2 separate regions of the Mus musculus genome follow, and region 2 is linked to region 1. The links are chromatin contacts, called in public HiChIP or PLAC-seq maps. All regions are on one chromosome and are shown on one strand. The core of a region is the stretch at or near the end of the contact, and the rest is flanking DNA. Distances in the headings are between cores, read along the strand shown. Region 1 holds the start of Zfp59 (zinc finger protein 59). Region 2 has its middle 8.5 kb from the start of Gm10046.

The links. HiChIP or PLAC-seq counts read pairs in DNA pulled down with a chosen protein or histone mark.
Region 2: an H3K27ac HiChIP or PLAC-seq map of embryonic stem cells shows a contact between it and region 1, with 15 read pairs. The contact joins the enhancer-like site here to the promoter of Zfp59 in region 1. A contact is called at or near these places in 1 of 39 promoter capture datasets (Sertoli cells), 4 of 484 Hi-C or Micro-C datasets (the G1E-ER4 cell line, the Patski cell line, brain and 1 more), 3 of 115 datasets of contacts at active chromatin or transcription factors (bone marrow-derived macrophages, embryonic stem cells and forebrain) and 3 of 9 other capture datasets (adipose tissue, embryonic stem cells and pancreatic islet).

The regions. Positions count from the first base shown.
Region 1 is chr7:27,835,225-27,840,785 of GRCm38.p6, reverse strand. Zfp59 (zinc finger protein 59) reads right to left here and starts at 2,202. Exons shown (of 5, transcript NM_011762.3): 1 at 2,077-2,202.
Region 2 is chr7:27,754,389-27,759,949 of GRCm38.p6, reverse strand. No RefSeq gene overlaps it. Among named protein-coding and RNA genes, the nearest start is that of Gm10046, 8.5 kb to the left of the region's middle. Within about 2 kb of position 3,224, at least 70 of the 459 cell types and tissues checked have an H3K27ac peak or open chromatin away from gene starts, as enhancers often do. A contact at or near this core is called in embryonic stem cells and forebrain, where this site is marked.

The sequences.
Region 1 (5,561 bases), core at 953-3,452:
ATCAAAGAACTCCAAGTCAAACAGCAGGATGAGTCAAAGCCAGCAGCCTGAGCTCTGCCCGAGACAACTCAACAGCATGCTTCCTCTCTGGTCTGTTTCCTGGAGCTTTCCAGATAGCACCTACTCTCTCACTCTCTCTCTCTCTTCTGCTTGAGACAGCTCTCCAAGAAGTTCTCTCTTGCTGTTCTAGAAAATTTCTCTGGATAACTCATCTCTTGCAGATCAAAACCTTGTCTTTTATTTTACACATCAATCCAGTCATTTACTCCAGGTTCCCTTTGGACTAGCCAATGAATCAGCATCAAGTGGAACCCACCCCCCCAACCCTGCCCCTTAATTCTTAGGAGACTGCAAACACAAACAACCTTCTTTTTAGAGTTGCAAAAGAATTCAGAGATCTGCCTGCCGCAGTTACACAAAAGATAAACTAACAGGGTGGGACCCTGTACGGAAATTACCATTTATACCACTCGTGGGCCTAAATTAAAGAGTCCCCGGCTGACCTTGAGCTCAGGAATCCATCTGCCCTTTAATGCACAAACAAAAACCATAGCGGGGTGGGATCTCCTACAATTGCCACTCCCTAATCCCCGTTACCTCCTCCCTTAGTGGTTTCCTGACAAGTTGGCTCCTACTGTAGCTGCCTTGGCTCTTCCTGAAGCCCCCTCATATAATTCATACCGCATCCTCATTATTTGAGAAATTATTTGTTTTTGAATCCATGTTTTTAGAGTTCTTTCCCACAGCCTTAAGTGCTGTTCTGAAGGTCCCATTTTGTGGAGACATTAGCCACACCTTGACTCATGCTGTCTTTGATTATCACGGAGACATTATCATTAAGAGGGGGGGACTTTCCTTAAAAGAGGGAATGTACATGATTATACAAACCAGCCTTAGGTCCGGAGCAGCCATCCACGCTTGTGGCCCACATCCCCTGGCCCTGTCCCAGCGGCAATAACCAGGTAAGGAACCCAAAATGACCTCACAGAGCAACAACTAAAGCACACCAGGCCCTTAGGATATGGCGGCACTGCGCTAACAGACTTCACCACAGGCATCCTAAGGTTCCTGACAGGCCTGGAGAGCCTGAGGGGACAGAACCAAGACTCCAACGGGATACCACAGATCCACATCCCTATATTTAAACATGGCATTGCTCATCTGCATCTGGCCAACATTACCCATTTTACACACACACACACACACACACACACACACACACACACAAAATACCTAGTCCTCAAGGATGCCAAATTCAGTGCTATTACTTTCCCACTCCCCAAATCCTCCCTGGTGACCAGACCATCTATCGCCTACATTCTTCCCTTGCTTCGAATGAAGGCCTGTAAAGATCAAAGGCCATCTGAGGTGTGACACCATCAAGATACAAATTGATTTAGTTGAGAGCCCTAACGCTACCCTCTAGAAATTCCTAGTTACAACATCTCAGGAAAAGGTAGAGATTGTGGGAGAAGACGCCACGGATCATTGAAACTAAGTGGAAAGGGCAGGGACAATGTAAGGGACACAATGGTGGAGGTATCAATTCGCCTGTTCCTCCTTCCCTCACTTCCATTCCATATTCTAAAACTAAAACCTCATTTTTCAAACAGAAACAGAAAACTCATTCTTGAATCCACATCCCTCTCCAGCCCTCCTTTGGAATGGCCACCTAGGGAAGCCTGAGTAAGCATGAGATCGCAGACCATATCTGAGAGCATGCTCAATGGCTGCAGCTCTGAGAAAGTCAGGGGACTCAACAAGTACCCTCCCTCCAAGACGACACCCCCGTCCTTAAATTATAGCCCTAAGCTCAAGTCTGAGCCTCGGGGAAAGCTTCCCTTCAGACCCCGCACCTGACCTCCCCTTACTGAAGCTTGGTCCTCTGCTTTAGTCCCTGTGTCCCTGAGAGAAAGCAGGAGCAGACAGCGACAAGCACAGAGACACAGATTATGCAGAGAGCTCAAGGTGTGTATACAGTTAGACTCAAAGACACACACACACACACACACACACACCATACAGCCACCCCACCGCCTGTACACACCCCTCCCAGCCCGCTGGCTCCGGTCTTACTCTGGGGAGACATAAACCAAAAGCCTATGCGCTACTTCCGGCGCGGTGGTCCCGGAAAACACAGTTGTCACAAGCAAAGCCCTGGAGAAGCCTGGAGCGTCCCGGAGATCCCGGCGTGCAACTCGGGCCAGCCCATCAGAAAACCGAGTCCAGTGGCTTGTGGGAGTGCCCACGTGGGTGCGCGCTTAAAGGGGAGGCGCCCTCCTTTGAGCAAAAGGTACTTCCGGTTCTCCGCGTAACTGATTTTCTTTCTCCTGTAGAGAAGACGGAGGAGTCTGAATTCCCTGCTTTAGATAGAAAATGTGACTGAGGACCGTATCGCTATGTACCAACAGAACTGTGTCCGTTAGGCAGGCTAGACGAGCCTCTTAATAAAACTAATCGCATTAAAAGTACTGTAAATCGTCTAAACGCCAAAATTTGCCACATTTAGATTTGAAAAGTCAGACCCAGCTATGTGTTAACTACAGAAAATATATTAAAGATAAATACTCTAGCAGATTCAAAGTAACCATCTTCGCATGATCAAAAGAAAACTCAGGTCGATTATAAAATGGAGGTAGATTAATAAAGAGGCCAAGTCATCAAGTGACAGTAAACATGGGCGTGGTAGCAATGGCTTTTATCCCAGCGATGGGGAGGCACAGCCAGCTGCATGTCTGTGAGAAGAGACCACCGAGGACTACCCAGTGAAACCCTGTCTAAGAACTAAAATACACTCAGATTATGGTGGCACATGCCTTTAGTCACCGCCCTAAGGAGGCAGAGGAGGTGTCTGAAAAAAATTAATTAAAAATAAACTCAGAATACACTCCTACTGTCTTGAAAGGACTAAATAAACTAAAATTCAGAGGATACCCCAAATGTCTCAAACAAATAAGTACATAAATACATAAACAAAATTAACTCAGAGTATACTCAAATAGCACACCTTTAAACATGAAGAGGGGGGAAGTCCCGCTAGAACAATAGGGAATGATAGCAAAATCAATCAACACATTCAAATGTTGTCAATTTAAAAAACTGATAGAACAACACCCTCCAAGAGCAACAGAGCATAGCTGATTTGGACAGCATCTCAACTCTGAGTGAAGTCAATAAAAATGGAGACACTTAAGCTCTAATGACACGAGGGGATCTGGAAAGGGAACTGTTCCTGTACGCTCACCTGTGGGAGAAACGCTCATTACCTGAAGATGTTGCTGTGGAAAGCTTTCTCTTTTATCCTTTTTTCTTGGCGGGGCATCTATTACTTCATATATTTTGTATTGCACTTTTAAATATTAAAGACTCCATCTATTTTGAGTTATCCCACGAGCAGATTACTGAGGTAGGCAAGGAGTCTCCAGACAGACCCAAGTGACTGCTTCTGCAAAGCTTGGGTTTTGTTTCACCGGCTTTTGGATCATTTATAAAGATGCTTAGCCTTCTGTCATCCAATGTGTTCCGTCCTCCTTTCTCTCCACAGTGTGATTCTGGTCGGTCTGCTCCATCTTTCCTGTGTCACAGTTCTTTTCTTAGTGCTACCCCTTATCCTTCATGGAAGTAAAATCAGTTAATTGCCCTCTGTTTTCTCCACAGGAGCCATGGGGCGCTGAATACGTAACTAGAGATTAATGTCCACCATAAGTGTTTCCTTAGCTACAGTCACTTGAATTCTTCCTGGGGTGCTGCAGGCCACATCCCCAGTCTCAGCTCTCAGCTCTTTCTGCCTCTGTCTCCTGCTCTGTGTGTGCATAGCTTCTCCCTCCTCCTCCTCACACAAAGATGCATCTGTGTTTCTTTTCAAGTTTTCTCCTCTCCTGCTTCTGAAGGTGACTGTAGGCATGTGTTGAGAAATCCCTGCATTCCCTTCCCCCTTCCTGATGGACCCTCACTTCACACCCATCCTCTTCTCTTCCACATCTATCCTGTGAGTGAGCCGCCCCTCTCCACAATGAGCACTGATTTCCATACTCTATCATGTTCTTATGTGGGGTTTTGGTTGTTGCTGCTTAGGTTTTGCTTTTGGTTGATTGGGCTTGGTTTTTGTTTTGTTTTGCTTTTTGTTTGTTTGGGTTTTTTTTTTTTTTTTGACACAAGGTTTACTCTGTGTGGCCTTGGCCGTCCTAAAACTTTCCCTGTAGATCAAGCTGGCCTTGAACTCAGATCTGCCTGCCTCTGCCTCCCAAGTGCTAGAATTAAGGTGTGCACCACCATCTGGCTGAATGTTAGGTTTAGAATAATGTCACACCCCCATAGACTCATGTGAAGTGGCATTATTGGGGGTATGTCCTGAGCAGAGTATTTGTGGCTTTGAGGGAGGAAGTGTGTCACATGGGGGTGAACTTGGAAGTTTCAGGAGCTCAAGCAAGACCCTGTGTTTCTCTATCTTCCTGATGTCTTAGGTCCAGATATACAACTTTCAACTACCTCTGCAGTGCCTTGACTGTCTGCACACTGCCATGATTGCCCCCATAATGATGATGGACTAAACCTCCTACCTGTAAGCCAGCCTCGGTTAAATATTTTTCATTATAAGACTTGCTGTGGTCATGGTGTCTCTTCACAGCAGTATAAAACCCTAAGTAAGAGAGATCTCAGTCTAATTGAGTGCACCTATAGTAATCAATGAACCTGGGCAGCTGCCTTTCGTTCCCATCTATGCCGAAATCTCTTTAAATCCCATGAGGCTCTGGGTGGCCTGTGACAATGCCACTTACTGAGGGAGAGCTTGTTCATTCCCTTCTTCATCTTCTTTTCTTCTAGTTATCATGTGAGTGTAGTGTGCCTGTCTACATGTGTGTGGGAAGTGGTGTACATGCAGATGCATACAAGTGAATAAGGCTTTATGACCTATAGGACAGAAACTAAAATACCAAAACAACACAAAATGAAGCAAAAGGTCCACACAAATACCACTGAGTTTATTTTGTGTTAGCCAATTATTTCTGGGCATGTGGCCTGTCCTCGGGTATGGTGGATATACCCAGTGAGGCTGCATTGGAGAAAACTGTATTCTCTGCAAGTTCTTCCTTATACGCAATGAAAGAACAACCTATTTAGCTGGATATGGAAGAACCTGCAATCCCAGCATCCCAGAGCTGGAAAGAGTGAGGCAAGAGAGCCAGGAGTTCAAGATCAGCCTGAGCTACAGGATGAGACCTGTCTTGCAAAGCAAGCAAGCAAGCAAGCAAGCAAGCAAGCAAGCAAGCAAGCAAGCAACATAGAAAGTTAGAAAGAGGAAAAAGAAAAGTGGGGCTGCAGACTGGATCAGCATTTGAGAGTGAGCACTGCTCTTATATAGGACCCCAGTTTGGTTCCTAGCACTCATACTGAAAGGCTCTCAACTGCCTGTCACTTCATCTCCTGGAGATCCAGTGTCATCTTTTGGAATCTGTAAGCACCCACACTCATGGAGGCATTTCCTCACTGAGGCTCCTTTCTCTGTGAGCACTCTAGCTTGTGTTACATTGGCACACAAAAGCCGCTGGTACAGGCTGTGA
Region 2 (5,561 bases), core at 1,975-4,474, 82 kb after region 1:
AGCAAGATTGTTGATCATAGATTTCCTAAGCTGGTCATGAGAGTGGTCCAAGAGCAGAGAGCGTGGGTCATGCAGTTACTAAATAGTCAGAATTCTGGTGTTCCTTGGAGGAAGGACTCAACAAGTTAGGGTTCTGTGAGTGTAAGATCCTGTCTCTGGTTTTGTTTGTTTGTTTTGTTTTTTCTTTTCCATTAGACTAGCAAAAGCTGCCACAGCTCTTAGACAGGTGAGGCTTCCTGTAATTATCATTAGGACAGGTATGTCCCAGGACATTTTCATGGCCTCAGTGTTTGAGTCAAAGCCCTCTTTGCAATGCCTTTTGTTCCATGGACAAACAGATGCAAAGGTTTTGAGATGTCTAGAAGTGCTAGGGCTATAGCCGAAGTCAGAGCTGGTTTTAAAGCCTCAAATGCCTTTGATTAGTTTCAGTCCAAATTAGGGGCTCAGTGCTCTCATTTCTGTTAGTGTATAGAGGATCTGCTATTTCCAAAAACACTGGTATTCAGAGGCAGCAACTCCTAGCTGCCTGGGAACTCTTGAACCTGTCTCTTAGTCTTTGGATTTGGGATCTGAAGGATAGCAGAAATCCTACTCTGATAGGCTCCCATTTGCTTTCCTCATCAGGTCCCCTCTGATGTAGAAAGTGGGGCTTTCAAATGAAACAACATTTTGAAGCCTTGTAACTCTTTTAGCAGTTCATCAGTGGGATTACAATCTATTTAGTTTTAATCTATTTTATAACAGAATTTTAGTTTATAATCTATTTTAGTTTTAGAGGCTAGGAGGAGGTCATCTATATATCATAACAGTATAGTTCCAGGAAATAGCTGACAAAAGGGCAAGAAGTCAGCACTTAATGTTTTGAAAGAGCCACAACGTGAGGACTCCCCCACGTTCTGACTCAGGAGAGGCGACACCCCAAAATCACCCACAAGAAACGGTCTTGCTGCAAATTGCAAGAGGATTTTTATTCAAGAGCGCTCTCGGGCCCACAGTCATACACCACGCAGGGGTAGAGGACCGTGGCGCCCTGAGTAGCTGGATAAGGGGGTATTTAAAGAAGAAACCACAACTCAAGGAGGTGGGAAGGGCGTTGTTGGAAAATACCAAAAATACCAGTTAAGAGTCACAAGGAAGTACAAAGTCACAGGTGTCACAAGGAATGGTAATTGTTAACTCTCAAGACAGTTTCTAAGAGCCCCCTAACAATAGCACCTTTGCATAGTGGGTTCCAGCAATGGTCAGGGTGGGTCAGGGTGACTTTCTTTGAATGAACACTCCTTGAACCCAGGAAGCGGGTGGGTGGAGGAATGTTGCTATCTGTTTTATGATTAGCATACCTTGGAGCACTGAGTTTACTACTCTTTCAGTTTCATCAAACATAGTTGGAAAACATTTAAATTCTTGGGGCAACCTGGCCCTCTGTAACCTCCCTTGGTTCTATTTTAAAACAAATACAGGTTGAGTCATCTCTGCCAATGGGAGGTTGAAGAATGCATCTTTCAGGTCCAAGACAATGTACACCTCTTTTTCTGGAGGAATTAGACTCATGAAAGTATACCGTTTCAGGACCATCGGGTGGCTGATCACTATTCTCTTGTTTGTTTTCTTTGGAGTTTGGACGATTCTCTAGTCAGAGGTCCCAGGTTTCTTCACTGGCAGAAGAGGCATGTTCTAAGTCGGTTTCTCTAAACCAGGCAGTATGAACTGTGATTTCCTTCTTTTGTTTCTAGGGCAACTGTGTAATTTTTTAAAAATCTGGTAGAGTAGAAATTGGTTAGTTAAATTTGGTGTTGGGCCAGTCCTAGGGATTCGGTTTCTCCCTAGGACTCACCCACAGGAATCTTTGTTGTCAATCTGAAAGATAGTCCAACTGTATCTTTTGATTGGTGGCAAGACTTTCAGCTAGAAGATATTCTTCTGACAGAGGGCAAGACACCAATATTTTCTTGGGTATCTGTAGTCTAACTGTCTCATCAATCAAGAAGGTGATTGTGGCTTTCAGTTTACGCAAAGGGTCTTTTCTCTCAATCAGTTGTTTTTGTTACCTTTTGAGCTACCTCCAGAAACTGGGACCTATTTATACATTGAAATTCATCTAATTTGCATAAACATTTTCCTCATACCTGGGATTGCTATGTGACAAGGCAATCTTTTTAGCAGCTGTCTTTAACCCTTCTGAAAAGGGCCTAGAGAAAATCACCTGTTTGGTCAGTGTTGGACAGAAGGGAAAATCCATTCTATCTTGGCTGCACTATCTGGTAGCAATCCTTCTACCTAAGCAGATGCATTTTTCTGAGAATAGTGGGTTTTAAGTTTTCCAATTCTATAGGTTGTTGGCATCAAAAGACCAGTTTTGCAGATCCACTCCAAACTCAAGATGTGGCACCTAGGTGTCATGTCACCTGTTGCTATGGCGACCACATACCTTCCCAGAGCCCACTTCCCACACTCACTTGCAAACAGATTAGTCACAGCCTATATAAATGATAGAGTTTTCCCCACTTTTTTCCACCTCTTTTTTTCTGTTCCCCTTTGTCTTTCTCTCTTTACCCTCTTTGTCCCCAGTAAAAGCTCTTACATGTGGAACTGCTTGCTAGCCGCTATTCTAACACATCGTAGGTCAATGATTGAAAAGAAGACATGAACTATGAAAGAAGAAAGAGGGAGTGTTTTTCCTTTCTCTGTCCAATGGGTGCAATAGGCGGCTTACAGCAAGTAAGAAGGGAACAAAGAGAGACTATTCCTCCCTCCCTGTGTGCAACTCACTTAGGTGCCTGGGGACTCTTTTGTGTCTCCATACAGAAAAAGGGGCTGATCAGGACAAAGGGTGGGAGTAAAGAAAAGAAGCAAGCAGGTGCTCCAGGAGCCTGGAGGGCTGAGAGAACAGGGTTTTGTTTTGTTTGTTGTTTTCTGGAAGACCTGGTGGAGCCTAAAGTGTTTGGGTCCCCTAACAGGAGAGCACAGATCCTGAGCTGGGAGTGGGATGTCTTCCACTAGAGAAAGCCAACTAGTCATTATAGGGAAACTGTTCAAGGTGGCTGGGGTTGCATATTTTAGGAGTGAACCATTAGTGGGCCACTTGACTCCAAAAGATGGCCAGTTGATTTCAAAGAAGGTCCAGAGCTTTTCCAAACAAGAAACAGACATCAAACCCGTTCTCATCTGCAAAACTCTTCTTTGGGCCAAGCAGCTCACAGCTGCCATTGCAGTCATCCATCTCCATAGCAACAGCAACAGCCGCTGCTGCAGCCACAGTCACTGTGCTAAAAAGGGATTCGAGGTGGCTCTGCATTTGAGATTGAGGGGGTAACTCCCGGGCAGCAGTTGGATCACTCCTTCATTTTAGATGTTTCTCCAATAAACGGAACTAACAGAAACACACAGGGAGATTCACACATAAGCACACAAACTAAAGACAACCAGTAGCCACTTAACAACCATATGCCTGATCAGACTAGGGGGTGTGCAAAGCTTTGGATCCCAGACACTGGCTCAAGACAATGGGTCATTAACCACATCTGGCCTTTCCTTTGTGTCCTAAACAGAAGGTGCCTTTGTTGGGAGCTATTAAGACAACACAATTGTCCTGATCTCTGAATTGGGCCTCTCCCCACCCCCCCCAGAAGAAAAGGGGGTCAAAAGCAGGCCACCGACACTCCGATTCCAAGAACAACCACAGAATGTTCCAGCCCTAAGTCATCATCGATGTCCTGACCACACCCTGATACCACCAAGTTCCTGCTTACCAAAAGCTACTCTGTAGCTGCCAAAAGAAGAAATTTCTATTGCCCCCCTCCCACTGATAAGTACTTCTCCTTTTGCTTGTATTGCCCCACCCCTCCCACTGATAAGTACCTGTACTTCCCCTTTTGCTTGTGCATTTAAGCCTTGGGCCTTTCTCAATACAGTGGGGTCTTGATGCAATTCAGAACATTTCCGTGTCGTTATTCACACAAGACCCTCGTCTCTCTCTACCCACCATTTGGTTCTTAGGAGAAGGTCCCCTCTAGACCCTCGAATAACTGGACCTGCTGGACGGGTCATGCTTTAACCAGACTTATATTTGGAGGTGACAGACCAAGCAACGTTTTAATTTGTTTCCTTTGGGAGTCGAGGCCTCAGACTCTTCCCAAGCGTTAGGCAGTGATTGATCAAGGGGAGTCTTGGGGGACCCGGAAAGTCTTCAGGTTGCATACTATGTCAACACCACTCTTCCTGCTCTTGAGAGCCTCCGAGGCCTCCCGTGTCTTGAGGTTTGGTCTCTAGGGATCTTAGTGGAACCTCCTGAAGTGTTGTGACCTATCCACCAGAGACTACTTGGAGGCAGGCTTAAGCCAATATTAAGTCTTTATTAGCTGGCCAGCAGCTGCACTGGTGATATGGATCCTAGTGTGAATCCCCAAGCCCTTCTCAGTGTAAGCTTTTAAGAAACAAAACTGTATCCTGGGTCCCAAAGGGTGAAGAGACTCCTCTGTCTGCTGGTGGTGTTGGATTGTATCGCCCTGCTACTGCTGACAAAATAAGGCAACTAAACTTACAGAAGTTTTAGAAAACTGTTCTGTTGCTTTTTAATGCCTTAAACCCAGATTAAAATACTAAGCGATTTTAAAGGACTCTAGAATTGCCAAAATACTTCCCATTGGCCAGCCACACAGCAGAACCTTAGTGAAATAAAAGAATCTATTCCAGATAGCCATAGCCAATTATTAAATATCACCATTTCTGTAACTATATAAGCAGAGTGTACTGACTGTGGGGAGAGGGCTGAAAAATTGAGTACTCACTGGGGAACTCAGAGTGACTGCTTTCACTTTGATGGATGGTAACTAACGACAACAGAAACCTAGGTACCATAACTTGTGCAAAAGAGTCACTGACATGCAATGAGGTTCCTCACACCGGACACCTGATGAGCACACATGGAGAACAGCTGGGCTGCCTTTGGGCTATTCTGAATTCTATGGAATATCAACTTTCTGGCCATGCCTATCACTGAATGGCTCTATCTAAGAAAGCAGGCATTGCCGGGCAGTGGTAGCACACGCCTTTAATCCCAGCACTTGGGAGGCAGAGGCAGGCAGATTTCTGAGTTCAAGGCCAGCCTGGTCTACAAAGTGAGTTCCAGGACAGCCAAGACTATACAGAGAAACCCTGTCTTTCGAAAAAAAAAAAAAAAAAAAACAGACAAACAACAGACTACATATCTAACACAAGTGTACAACCATCTGGCTGTGGATAATTTATTTGTACCAGTAATGACATGTGAAAACCTACCAGATCATGTTGGACACATGAACTTACTAGTTGTGGAAGATGGGACCACCTCATCTCAGACCATCCCAAGACCAAAATGTGGCAGACATTCTGTCACATCATGAAATTTTCTCAAGAAAGTTCATCATGAAATCACATCATATAATTTTCTCAAGAAAATTACAATTAAACCACCTGCCTCTATAGCCAGGCTGGACCTTGAGTGCAGTGTCTCCTGTCCTTGACACTCCAATCACCACAGACTAGCCCTCAGATGACCTGCCATCTGGACTTGCCTTTGGCAT